Regions from separate parts of the Gossypium hirsutum genome. Here regions 1 and 2 are each linked to region 3. The links are chromatin contacts, called in public Hi-C maps. All regions are on one chromosome and are shown on one strand. The core of a region is the stretch at or near the end of the contact, and the rest is flanking DNA. Distances in the headings are between cores, read along the strand shown.

Region 1 (4,523 bases), core at 1,390-3,889, 190 kb after region 3:
AAAACATAAAAGAAAATAGTTCCCTTACTCTAATAAACTACTAAAAGATAAAATAAAAATATTCCTAGAATATGAATAAAACTTATCTACCTAAATAAGATTTATCTACCTAAATAAATTTAAAATATATACATATTCCTAGAATATATACTATTAAAAATTACATTTTAAGATCCTTAGTGGTCCAAGTATTATTTGGTTTAAGAGCACTGACACCATTAACAATATCAAGTAGTGGTTCCTAACCTGTAAGAACAACTCTCTACACTCTCTTGCCTATTGACTTGATAAATGCCCTTATATATATTTTTCAATAGGTGTAATATGAGCCAATGAGCATGGGTGTCTTGGAGATCGTGTTTCCTTCCATGTTTTAGAAAATCAAAAGCAATATCATAACCAAATTCGTTGGTATCTAGCTCTAATATCAATTGAAAGTGTTGAGTTGTGGATTTAGTTGTTATTTAAGTTGTAACTAATTGAACAATTAAAGACTGAGAATGTAAATAGGGACCATAGTAAATTGATTATGCAATTCGGATCCAATTTTACGTGTGTCAGCTTTGCTACAGAGTATCCACTATAATATCAATAGTACAATAAATGATTTAAGCTCTACCTCACTCATACTAATTATAACCTCACTCCTGTACAATTATAAAAGATTTAACTCTCTCACTAGTACTTTCCCTTGTGAAAGCTTAGTCCAAATTGATAGAACAATTTCTTTACAACATAAAAACACTTGCAAATGTTTAGAGTAAAAAATAAAGTAAGTTCTTTAATTTTCACACACAAAACGTAAAAAGTCTCTTTTATATAAGCATTTTGTAGACTTGTAAACCAAACTAGTGTAATTAGAATTAACCAATGTGATTTCGTCTCAATCAAAATTTTCATTATGGAATGAGATAAAGTAAAGATCCCTTACAATTGAACTTTTTTGATTGCATATCTTTATAAATAAAGTTAGCCAATCACATTAGATTACTTTGAATTGTACGTGGTTGACTGAATTTCTTCCTCAGTATTAATCATGAAATTTGCTACATGAGATTCCTTAAAAAGATGCACAAAAAGAAACGCTTTAATTCAGTCAATTATGCAAACAAAATAAACAAATTATAACTTGTTCAGTTGCAATGTGAATTGATACTAAATATTGCAATTGGCAGCATCAATAAGTTTTTTTTTTTGTATATTTGGAAACATCATTTATCTATTGTTAGAGTTGTGTGACCCAAATTCCTATTAACTAATATAAGAGATTGCTTGCAAGTTAAGTTAAACAAAATATATTTTCTTTCTACAAGATTTAGTATTTATTAGTATAATATATTAAGCATTTATTAGCATAATTTATTTGACATATAAATTTAGCTTATAAATAAGCTCTTTTACAACATTAGAAAACACACCCATTAAAAGATTATAACTCATAACACTTTTAGAGAATTTTGTGATTACGTTTTGAGGGTTTTTTTTTCGGGTTTTGAGATTTAATTTTTATCTCCATCTTTTGTACTATTCGTTCTTTTGCCATTATATTAAAATTATCTTTATCCGTAGTTTTTTATTCTCTTTGGAGGAATTTTTTCACGTTAAATTTGTGTGTTTAATTTTTCAATTTCTTCCACTATTTTTATTAGTTTGTTGCTTAATTGGGTAGATTCCAATCGTTATACTCATGTTTGGATATAAGTTAGGTACCATAGTCGAATTTTAATGCTTCGAGAACAATAAAAGGTTGAGGCAACATAGGTAGATTGCATACATGTCATCCGAGTGGGGGACAATAATAGTGGGGGGGAGAGACCTGGCCACAGATGCAGCTTTCTATACAACAGTCAGCAATTTAGCTACTTGACTACTTGGCTAAGACAAGGAAATCCCATTATCATACCAATGACCCTAGAGTAGAGCTGATCATGGGCTGGGCGGCCCAGCCCGGCCCGAAGGCCCGCCCGAAAAATGGGAGAGTTTGGGTAAAAATATAGGCCCGAAAAATGGGCTTAGGCAAAAAAACGAGGCCCGTTTAGAAAACAGGCTAGGCCTCGGGTAAGGGTTTTTTGGCCCGAGCCCGGCCCGAATTATATATTAATATATATATTATTTTTAATTATTTTAAATTTTTAATATAACTATTTTTTATTATATTTTTAATTTGTGTATTGTTTTAAGAATTGTTTTAGTATTATTTTTATTTGTTTTAATATTTGTTTTTATGTTTTTAAATATATTTGATTTATTATATTTTTAAACTTTTTTTATTTAATGAAATAAAAAAAATTTAATATGGGCCGGGCCGGGCCGGGCTCGGACTTAGTAATTTTATTTCGAGCCGGGCTTGGGCAAAATTTTAGGCCCATATTTCGGGCCGGGCCGGGCCCGAGTCTAATAGATGGGCCTGAAAATTTATATGGGCTCGGCCCAAACCCGGCCCGGTCCGGCCCATGATCACCTCTACCCTAGAGCTGCTTGAGAGAGTTTTTTTTTTTTTTTCAGCAGATGCCATTATTGTAGGATGGCACAATATGAGCCTCAAAAACAGCATTAAATTAGCAATACTAGGGAACAGTGACGGTCACATGATCTTAACACAGAATATGAAAGCGACCAAGATGCAAAGTTTTCAACCACTCAATTTTCTTCCATAGATTACATAAGAAACCACTAAAACAGCATTACCGGGACTACGTAATACTGTTCTTTGCACAATCAGGAAAGTTAGCCACATACTTGAGGATGCTAGCCAAGTTATTTATCTGTTCCTAGTGCCCCACGCGAACATGAACTCAGTCCCATCGAGTGTTTGGAAATGGCTCTTAGGTTCCACAAATATCTAGCACCTGTTCAAGTTGGACATATGCAGCTGAATCCATCTGCAATTCAATGAAAAAAAACAAAGAGAGACATAAAAACAGCTACCCAATATACATGGATGGGCAATTGGACACTTTGTTGTCATAGCCTCATAGGTGTTCCATATTAGTAAGATCTGAGGGTTAGGGTCCTACATTTATCTTTCTCTAATATCAAAAGAGTTCCAACGAAATTCTTATACTAAAGGCAGTATCTAAATCTAAGGCCTAACAAGCTAACAGCTATGGAATTCTTTATGTGAAGGGCCTGTGTCCATCCTTGAAAAAGGCTTCAAGAGATGGCCTTGTAAAATGCAACTAAATCTAGGGGCAAATCTGGTAAAATACTTCCTTCGTCTGAAATATCCCCTACGTTGTCGTTTCTAGGTGACGGTGTAGGCCGAGGAAAAAAATTTAAAATCCCTTCTTTTTTTCTTTGGTTTCTAGCTGTTTCGAAGTACAAAAATTTCTCCAATTTCCTCACAAATTTTCATTTCTATTTTGAGAGATTTAATTTAACATCATGTAAGTAAATTTCTTGTTTTTTTTTTCTTCAATTTAACTAAATCATAATCAAAATCGAATCTTTAATTTTTTTTTTTAAAATCCCTCAACAGGAAACATTCAGTAAATCGGCCTCCAACCCCTGATGGTGCAGAAGATCAAGGGAATGAACCCATCCTTCAAGAAATTATTAATATCAAGGTTCTTTTCCCTTCTTTTTATTATTTCATATTTTCTTTTTTCTTTTTTTTTTGGGGGGGGGTGGGGAGGTTCTTATTTATTTACTATGATTTAATTGAATTTGGTAGTTAATTGAAAGCGGGGAAAAAGAGAGATTAATGGAAATGTTAAGAGAAAGACTTATAGAATGTGGATGGAAGGATGAGATGAAAGCTCTTTGCAGGTTTTTTTTCTTTTCCCCACTATTTTTACTGTCTCCTTTGTATCCAGTTATTGTTTAAACTTTGAACTGCCTTGCTTCAAATATTAATTTGTGTATTTATCTGCAATTGATCTTCTTTCTAATCGTTTAACCTATCATTTTTTGTGTTGGCTTAGTTATAATTAATCTAAGGATTAAAATTCATAGTATCCGAAAATTAAGAGAATTTTCAAGTTCTTCTTAGATAAGGAAATTAGAATTAAGTCATGGCTTGTTTAATACTTTATAAATAGTTTCTTTTTTTAGAAAAAGTGGATCAAATTAAGTAGTTGATCAATGGGGAAAAAATTTGTCATGGGGTTCTTAAGACTTCACTTGTTGCTTCCTACTTTGTATTGATGTGGAAGTGGATAATCTTAGAGCCAGATTGTGATGCCAGTGCCCGGTCCCAAATATAAGTGATATGCTGAGTTTTTCTTACTTTTATGTTTTCTGTTACGACAATGGCTAAAAGATGTTTAGGATGGTGATGCGTCAAATTGTGTCTAGCGATGTGTTGTGGTGTTTTAGATAATGACTAATCAATGCCGCAATAAGTTTCTTTATAGTTATGTAAAGCTGTATAGCTTTTGTGGGCTATTTATTTTCATGGAAAGAAAACCAGGGGGATGAAGTGCCGTGAGATAGAGAAATTAGTTCTTTATCCAAGAATCGATTTGTTTTGCTTGGCATTTAAGTTGATTGCAACGTATTCAATTTCCTTTTATGCATCATCT
Region 2 (4,280 bases), core at 732-3,231, 140 kb after region 3:
CATGATAGCATATTGCCATCTTACATTGCTCTTACAAATCTTTTTTTTTTTTTTTTAAATTTCAGAAACATTGATTCTCACTAAAAAATGTATTTTTTAAAGTCTTATATTGAATGATCTCGTTTCTTGATCAAAACCTTTAGTCCACCGGCCATGTGAGCCGTCAAGAGTGGCACAAAAATAGGCTTTTCTGATCCGATTGGTTTGATTTCAAACTGTCTCAGTATGGAAGCCACCACATATTTCATCTGAATGAAGGCCATATCTCTTCCAAGACAAATTCTTGGTCCTGCCTGAAAAACTGGAAACTTGTATGGACTTACCTTCTTTAGTGATCCTCCCTGGTGACTTGGTTCAATAAACCACCGGCTCGGTCTGAACTCGATGCAGTCCTTTCCCCACAACGCTTCCATCCTCCCCATTCCATAGGGAAAATAGGTTACCCTATCCCCCGCCTGGACTAAAGTACCATCAGGTAACATATCATCCACCATGGCATGCTTTGAGTTCCAAGCTACCGGCGGGTAGAGCCTCATGGACTCACAAAGAGAAGCTTTCAACAATTTCAGTCCCTCCAATGATTCATAATCCGACAATATTTTATCATTTTTCTGTATCTCTTTCAGCAGTTCTTGCTCTATAACTGGATGGCATGAAAGCAACCAGAAGAGCCATGTCATTGCTGCTGAAGTTGTATCCCTTCCTGCCATGATGAAGTTAATGATCATATCTCTTATCACTTCCTCATCGCAACCAGCCAATATCAACCTCGATAGGAGATCTTCACCGCAATTCTCTTGGCTTTCATCCATCTTTTTCTTCCTGTTACGAATGATTTCCTCAATATATGCATGAACTTCTTCAACAGCATCCCTGAGCTTTTTCTCCGATCCAACTCCGAGCCATTTCTTGACCTTCCAAACCAATAACAAAGGAGCGGCTCCACGTTTGGCGCATATCTCCGATGCCATGTCGAAAGCTTTGTTGGGAGGCGAAACAAGCTGAGAAGGGTCTAAAACACAGTGATCCACCCCTAATGAGACCTTGCAGATCATATTGAACGAAAGTCGTCTCAGCAAGTCCTGTAAGTCTACCACTGCTGATGCCGCAGCCAATGATTCTAACGAAGGTAAAAATCGATTCTCTACCTCTTCTTTCAATGTGCTCATCACGAATTCTCTCAAAGAATTGGTGCTGAAAGCTTGGCTTGCTAACTTGCGTTGAATGCGCCAAAGCTCCCCATCCACATTGAATATCCCATAGCCAAGAAAGTCACCCAGAATTTCAGTGAAAGGCTTGCCTTTAGGGAAGTTATTGAAATTGGTTTTCAGCATGTACTCAACGTTCTCCGAGTTTGCGGTCACAACAGTCCTTCGAGTACTAAGCCGGTTAATCACAATTGTATTGGTGTCCGACTCCGCGATGAGCTCTGTATACCAATCTATCAAACGAGTGCGGTTTTTGTAGAAAGAAATCATGCAGCCGATTATAGGATAAGTTGGGGGGCCATGTCCTGCTAATTCTGAAACTCTGCAGACTTTACATAAGATTGCATGCAACAAAGAGAAAAACACTGATATCAACACAAACTCCAAGGGCACAAGCTTAAAGAAAGACATGAAAATTCCCATATTAGCATAAAAATGGCAGAATTTGATGCTTCTGCAACTTCAACATCAAGGGGGGCTTGCAAAACTAGCTTCCTAGATGGTTGTACGAGAATATATATATATATATTCAGCTACTCGTTTCATTATTTTTAAAACATTATGTTTTTTTCTTGCTATAGTCATTAGTACTTTTATCAAAATAATGAATAGGTATAGTTGACCCACTACCAAGGTGGATTAAGAGAGAAAAATAATATTTCTATAAAATATTTTAAAAAAGGTAGAGATTTATTATGATATTGTGCTCTACCTGAGGTTCACCAACAATAAATCAATGAAATTTGAATCAACTTTTAATGTTGGCTTTATTTTCAAAACTTACTTTGTTAATCTTCGATGTGTTGGATATGGTAAATTTAAAGGTTTTGAAATAAGATATAGATGAGTGTGTTTTCTTTGCCAGGTTTTTCTACAAGCTTGTAATTATTTCATTGTTTACTCTATTTCTCTTCTTTTTCAAGAAGATTCTTTCACAAAGTGATTAAAGAATAGGGCATGTTGGTACAAAGCTCCGGTAAGGAAAAAACTCGAACACACGATCGAAACTCGAAAAGAAAAAGAAGAAATAGGACAGGCTCCAAGGCATGTATCAAGCCACTATCTTTAAGGTTATATTCGCCCCCACTTATCTTCAGTGTGCAAACGAGTTCCAAGCAAATTAACCTCGAGGATACAATGAAGCCAATGACTATTTGCGTTTTGCACTGACGAGGATAGTCCACTATGCACTGAGTAATGTATAACAAAAACTCAATTTCTACAAAGGATTTCTGCAGCAATACTTTATAGAATAATCTAATAATATTAGAAAATGGAGGAAGAGAAGAAATAATATTAGAATTTGTTGATATGGTTTCCAAATGAAATCCCATTCCTATTTATAGGAATTTTCATGTCTCTTCATAGAGACATCTTTCAATAGGTGTCTTTATGAATAAATAAATAATAATAATTATTCATTTAATTTTGTAACTATTCAAATAATATTTTTTGAATAGTTATAATTCTTTTTTAAAAAAATCAAATGATATAACTTTTGACCAATGACCAAAAGTTTTATCTTTTGATTAATTACACCCATTCATTTATAGTTATTGGGATACTATAAATATTTGAAAATATTCCAACAGGGCAGTTAATCTTTGTCCAAAGTATAGAACTATCAAAAGTCATTCTTTATATAAAGATTAATGCAAAACTTTGTCAGGATTCAATTGGCTTTTAGCATAAAACTTATTCATCCTCTTCCAAATATTTTACTCGAGTTTCCCATGGTAGTCAAATTGTGACTACCATGCATGTTTTATTATTTGATGCTTTTTATAAACCCTCTTTCAGCTGCTTTATTTTGCTGGTATCAATTATATAAATATGGTGGATGAGTGACAAAGGACTCATGCTCAAATCTTCCATTAACACCAGTCCTGGATTCAAATGAATTTGGAAACGTGTAATTCATTGTATTAATGTTTGAAAGCTGGAAAAAACAAAAACACCTTGTCTTCATGTCTGTTATGTTAGCAGACACGTTTGGACCTGACTTGACTAAATCCATGGAAATTGATGTCTGAACTTCATTGAAAGGTATTGTATCCAAACCAAACCCTCGTGCCTTTAAGATGTTGCAGTGAAGAAGATAAACATAACTATGACATTGTTTGTTTTATATTATATATATGATCGAAATGAAACAATAAAAGATGACTACCATCATTACTAACCACAAAACATGCCCTGCACTACTAACCACGGCTGCCGATCCGTAATGATTTGCCCTCATTTCTCCTATCATATTCTTTTATCTATCTGATATATATGTTATTGCATTGAAGCAGACACGAGTTAACTACAAAGTCGTATTAACTATGCATGCTCTCGACCACACACTGCCAATCTTTTCTTTTATTTTCTTATTTTCTAGTAAGTAATCTCTTTGTTTTCGCTGTAGCCGACCATAAAATGGCACCCCATGTAAGGAAACGTGACTGAATGTACTAAAGAATCATTAAATCAATGGCTCACTGCACCATTCCAATATATAATAGTGGACTGGATGTGGTTTCTGATGGAATGTGAATGATTGAAATGCTAGTGATTAATATATATATTGTTAGCCTATGAATGAGACAAACAATGGGATGGTATTTAACAAATCACCGAAGTTTTTGTTTCCCATGTCCATATGTTAAAAGTTTTTCCTTGCCTGCCAAAAACAAATAAAAAAAAGTGGAAAAGTTTTTTTGTAGTTGAATGGAAGATTCAAAGGGTTAGCATTATTAATTGGTTCGTAGTGCAAATCCAAGTGTTTGTTTTTTATGGCACGTGGTATGTTAGGACAGAAGCAAACAAGCACAGTGGATTGAAGTACATTTAAGTAGATGACAATGGTTTGGTTGGTTAATTGGTCAAATGTATCTACTCAGACCAGGGGAACTTTGGATGGAACCAGTTGAAGAAAAATACAAAAAAATTATCTATCGAAGAGGGGAAAAAGACAAGTTGAAATAGTTTTTGCGTATTCATCAATTCATTAAATAAATTCTAATTTTACATTTAAAAAATATATATTTAAGGATTTAGGAAAAAATTATGAATAATTTTAATTATTGT
Region 3 (4,219 bases), core at 1,308-3,807:
GTCAAAGCGGATGAAATGATTCACTAAAATCGGGTTTTATATCCTGACTCAGTTGATTCATTTATTAAACTTAGAAAGATGCAGCATCTCTTACTTTATATCTCAACTTTTGTACCAGGAAAGTAACATTTCATAACCTAAGCAGCAAAGGAAATGTTGAAAAGGTTGCCTAGATGCCCAATCATTATAAGTTGTCGAAAAGAATGTTTTGCCACTTTTGCTTACTGGCACTAATGGAACAGTACATGTACCTCTGGTTGAACTTTGAGAGTTTGACCATTTTGATTAATTCTTTGTTTCTGCAAAAAGTTTTGCATTGCTTGTTCGTGTAAATAGAGGAAGAGATTCAGCAAAACGATCGATTTCCGATAAACTGAACAAAGAATCCAGGACTTAAATACTCTCTCTTTCTGCTGTTTGATGCCATCTTTCCAAGACTTATCTTTCAGCCTCTAAAACTGCTATTTTTGTAACTTGGCGTTTCATCTGAGATTTCTGAAGAGCACTGGCTTATTGCCTCTAATGGACCTGAGTCCCTCAATGGCTTGCATGTAACATGTAATCACAAACTTATTTAGCAAACACTCAAGGATAAATCCAAAAGCATATACTATATTGTTGAAAACAATCCAAGAAACCATCAATTACAGTATCTCCATAAGCACCTTAGTAACAGAATTCGATTACGTTAGCTCCGAAACACTCCTAGAGATTCAACAATAAGGCTTTAAATCACATGATTTCAGACTCTGTCCCACTCAAATTCCAAACCAACTTAAATTGACACGACACCAGCCAGCAAGCTCCGATATATTTCTCTCATTACGTGGGAACACAAGACATTCCCATGACCAAGAATAAGAACAGTTGTCTCCTTTGCAACTCAAAGTCGGGATTGGAAAAAAGAAAAGAGAAAACATAGACAAACACAAACTTCCACCTGTTCAAAACGGGTTACCTTCCAATAGGTCCAACAAAAACATGGTAATGCAAGGAAGATTTCAGATCAATTTAAGGAATGAAAATCTTGACTTCATTTATGTAAAAAGAAAAGCATAGCGCAATTCAAGTGGCAGAATTCATCCTAATTCAACTTACAATGGACAGACAAAACTGCCAGAGCTCAAAGGCGAAGAAGATAAGTAAATAAAAGGCATGGCAAAATGCGATCAATAGGGAAGGGCTTCATTTGGCATGTCCCAGTTATCTTCGTCATCCTCATCCCCCTTCTTTGTAGATACTTCCTGCTTGTTTGGTTGTGAAAATCTTGCTTGGGGACGCCTGATCACATATGCATCAGAGAAGACATAATCATCACTAATTATTATCAACCAGAGATAATATAACCACAAAACAGAATATGCTCATTGAGAGCTAAGATAAAAGGGTTGGAAATTGACCATGAACTCAAACAGAAAAAGGCAAGGCCTAACTAGTTCATGGAGGATGTAAATGTAGAAGAAACAAATAAAACTACACCAAATATGTTACATGTTCAACTAAGATCAGAAACTACATAGAATATACCCTTCTTAAACACTACTCTACAAGCTCAAATTTGAAAGCCTTGGTTCAATATACTGAAGTTGTCTCCTCAAACCATATTTAGAAATCAAATGCTGGGGATAACAGCTCAACTGAACACTATGCGCAAAGGAAAACAAAACCAGCTAGGCCTTGACACATTGCATTGGTAAATCAATCACAAGGAAACTGCATAGGCTTCAATTTTCATCGCTAAGAAACAAATACCCAACAATAATTTTCTAATTTTCCCCTTCATATCCTCCAAGCTCCACCAGGGAACCAAAACTGTCTAATCTCATATGAATTCTTCAGCCCTTATCTTTCTTTCCACCCCAATTAAAACCCAAAAATTCCAATGCTAAATTACTAAAAAAAAAAGTCAAACAAAAGAGCCTAAGCATATGACATACATTGCATAGCATCCAAAGTTCCTTTCTTTTTCTTCATTATCTTTACACAGTTTACAAAAACAAAGGAAAGGCCAAAATTTTACCTTCTACGATTACGCTTAGCAGCCTCGCGTGACTTACGCTTCTTCTCATCTTGCTTATTCTCAAAGAACCTCCTCCTCTTACACTCTTGAATAACACCAGCTTTCATGACCTCTCTTCTGAACCTGTTAAGCAGTCTTTCTTCAGGTTCATTGTCATCCACAATAACCTGGATATTGTAAGCCGATTTGAAGAAAAGGGTATTGGCATTTGCAAGAGAAGGGCATATAACTGATGACAATTCAGTGGATAAAGAAGAAGATTGATCCTCTGGAGCTGACCATGAGAGAGGAGCATTTTTGGGTTTTTGGGAAGAGAGTGAAAGACTGTTGAGAGCCGGTGGGGCTTTGGGTGGAGAAGGATTAGGAGGTAAAAGGAAGGAGAAGAAGTTTGAGAGTGAGAGTGAAGTAGCCATTGTTGTGGCCTGTGGTGTAGATTGATAGGCTCAGCCTGGCTTTGAGTTTTTCAGTTTGTGGATGTTTTCTGACTTTCCTTTCTCACATGGACACTATCCCTTTATGTACTATTTGAGGATAAGCTGACTCGGCCTTGATTGACTCTTAAAAGTTTAGGCCAACTTTGGGTCTTAAATTTTATTGGGTTCTAAAAGATTTTGGGCCTTTAGCCTTTTTCGAGTCTAAAAAATTAGGGAGAGGGAACTTAAATTTTTTTTGCCTAATTGGAACTTAAATTTAGAAACCGTAAATTAACTTGATGCTTCTTTTAGGTACTTTACTAATTGTTAAAATATGTCGACGCTACATTGATGACAAATAGCACGAGCACACATGTAAGCCTTATATTTTGATACATGGTAAAATAAAATAAAATGTTTAAATTTTATAAAAAATTATAATTTTTTATTTTTTTCACTTGTCGAAATGTGAAATTGTCATGTGCCATTATGCTATTGAATGTCAGTGTCACGTCACATATTTTAATAGTATTAATCAAATACTTAAAAAAGTGTCAAGTTAACTTATGATTTCAAAGTTTAAGTATCAATTAAATAAAAAAATTAAATACTAAATTAATATAAATTGTCAAATTCAAATATCTTCGTGTATATATATATATCCAAGTTGATATTACCTATGATTATTTGGAAACAATGAAAATAGCTAATAACTTATATATATATATATATATATTATAAAATTAACTCTTAATGAGTGTTTAAGAATTAATAGAGGTATTTTAAGTAGTATAAATAATTAATAAGGGTATTTTAAATAATATAAAAAAATAATAGAGATATTTTATGTTGATTAGGGATATTTTAAGCATTAGAACTTAATAACGGAAATTCATGTATTTTCTAAAAAAAATAATTAATTTACTTATAAATTATAAATTTTATTATTATAATTTTTTTATTTAATGTATATGTATCTATTATATATATGTATTCAACTGTTTTTAGAGTTACTGAAGTAAATAGATATATTTTGATATTTCAAGAATATATTAAGGACACTTTTGATATTTTATAATATTAATTAAGTTATTTATATTTATTACTATGCTAATATTTTTAAATTGTGTTATTGTATTTTTATAAATGTTGTTTTCATTATATTTTAAAGGCATTGTTAATTAAATAAGTATCATTGTTTTTACACATGGTCAAAATAATTATTTAATCTCTATATTATATTATTGAGGTTAGAATTATGGTTAGCTTTTTTTTAGGGGTATGTACGAATAAAGGTCTATTTTTAAAATTATTTACGGAAATAAGCCATTACTAAAAATAATTACGGGTACGGATTGAAAATAAAAAAATACATTGACATGGATGGGTTTTCAAGGGATGACCCCCAAAAAAAGGCTTTCATGTCAGGGCTTTTTTCCTTGTGTTAGGTAAAATCATGTTGACATGGACATGCTTTTGCCTGAAAATTTTAGAAAAGGTCATTTTTTAAAAATATTACAAAAATAGACCAATTTTTTGTAAATTTACGAGAATAAGACTTTATTAAGACCCAAAGCGGCCTCACCATTTTTTTTTGTGTACCACCAATTAATGTGGAAATAAAACTTGCAAAACATATATTTATATAGAATCAAAGTCTCATTTCCCTTGTTTTCTTAAGTAATGTGGGATGTAAGATATGTGTATATATAGATTCATGAATAAGTTTACAGCTTGTTCGTAGACAATGTGACATTCTTTCATATTTTAACTAACACCATAAGAT

Evidence for each region. A called contact is a pair of places that touch in the nucleus more often than the background predicts.
Region 1: a contact with region 3 is called in a Hi-C map of leaf, with 2.7 times the contacts expected there. The contact joins the promoter of LOC107956987 here to the promoter of LOC107956991 in region 3. A contact is called at or near these places in 3 of 34 Hi-C or Micro-C datasets (all in leaf).
Region 2: a Hi-C map of leaf shows a contact between it and region 3, with 2.7 times the contacts expected there. The contact joins the promoter of LOC107960454 here to the promoter of LOC107956991 in region 3. A contact is called at or near these places in 8 of 34 Hi-C or Micro-C datasets (callus, hypocotyl, leaf and 1 more).

The regions. Positions count from the first base shown.
Region 1 is chrA05:84,527,872-84,532,394 of Gossypium_hirsutum_v2.1, reverse strand. It overlaps LOC107956987 (transcription and mRNA export factor ENY2), which reads left to right and starts at 2,639. Exons shown (of 5, transcript XM_016892413.2): 1 at 2,639-3,386; 2 at 3,479-3,566; 3 at 3,674-3,768. The coding sequence starts at 3,385.
Region 2 is chrA05:84,573,487-84,577,766 of Gossypium_hirsutum_v2.1, reverse strand. It overlaps LOC107960454 (cytochrome P450 94B3), which reads right to left and starts at 1,981. Exons shown (of 1, transcript XM_016896802.2): 1 at 1-1,981. The coding sequence starts at 1,631. The coding sequence ends at 105.
Region 3 is chrA05:84,715,333-84,719,551 of Gossypium_hirsutum_v2.1, reverse strand. LOC107956991 (30S ribosomal protein S21, chloroplastic) reads right to left here and starts at 2,557. Exons shown (of 2, transcript XM_016892415.2): 1 at 2,021-2,557; 2 at 1,011-1,281. The coding sequence starts at 2,433. The coding sequence ends at 1,170.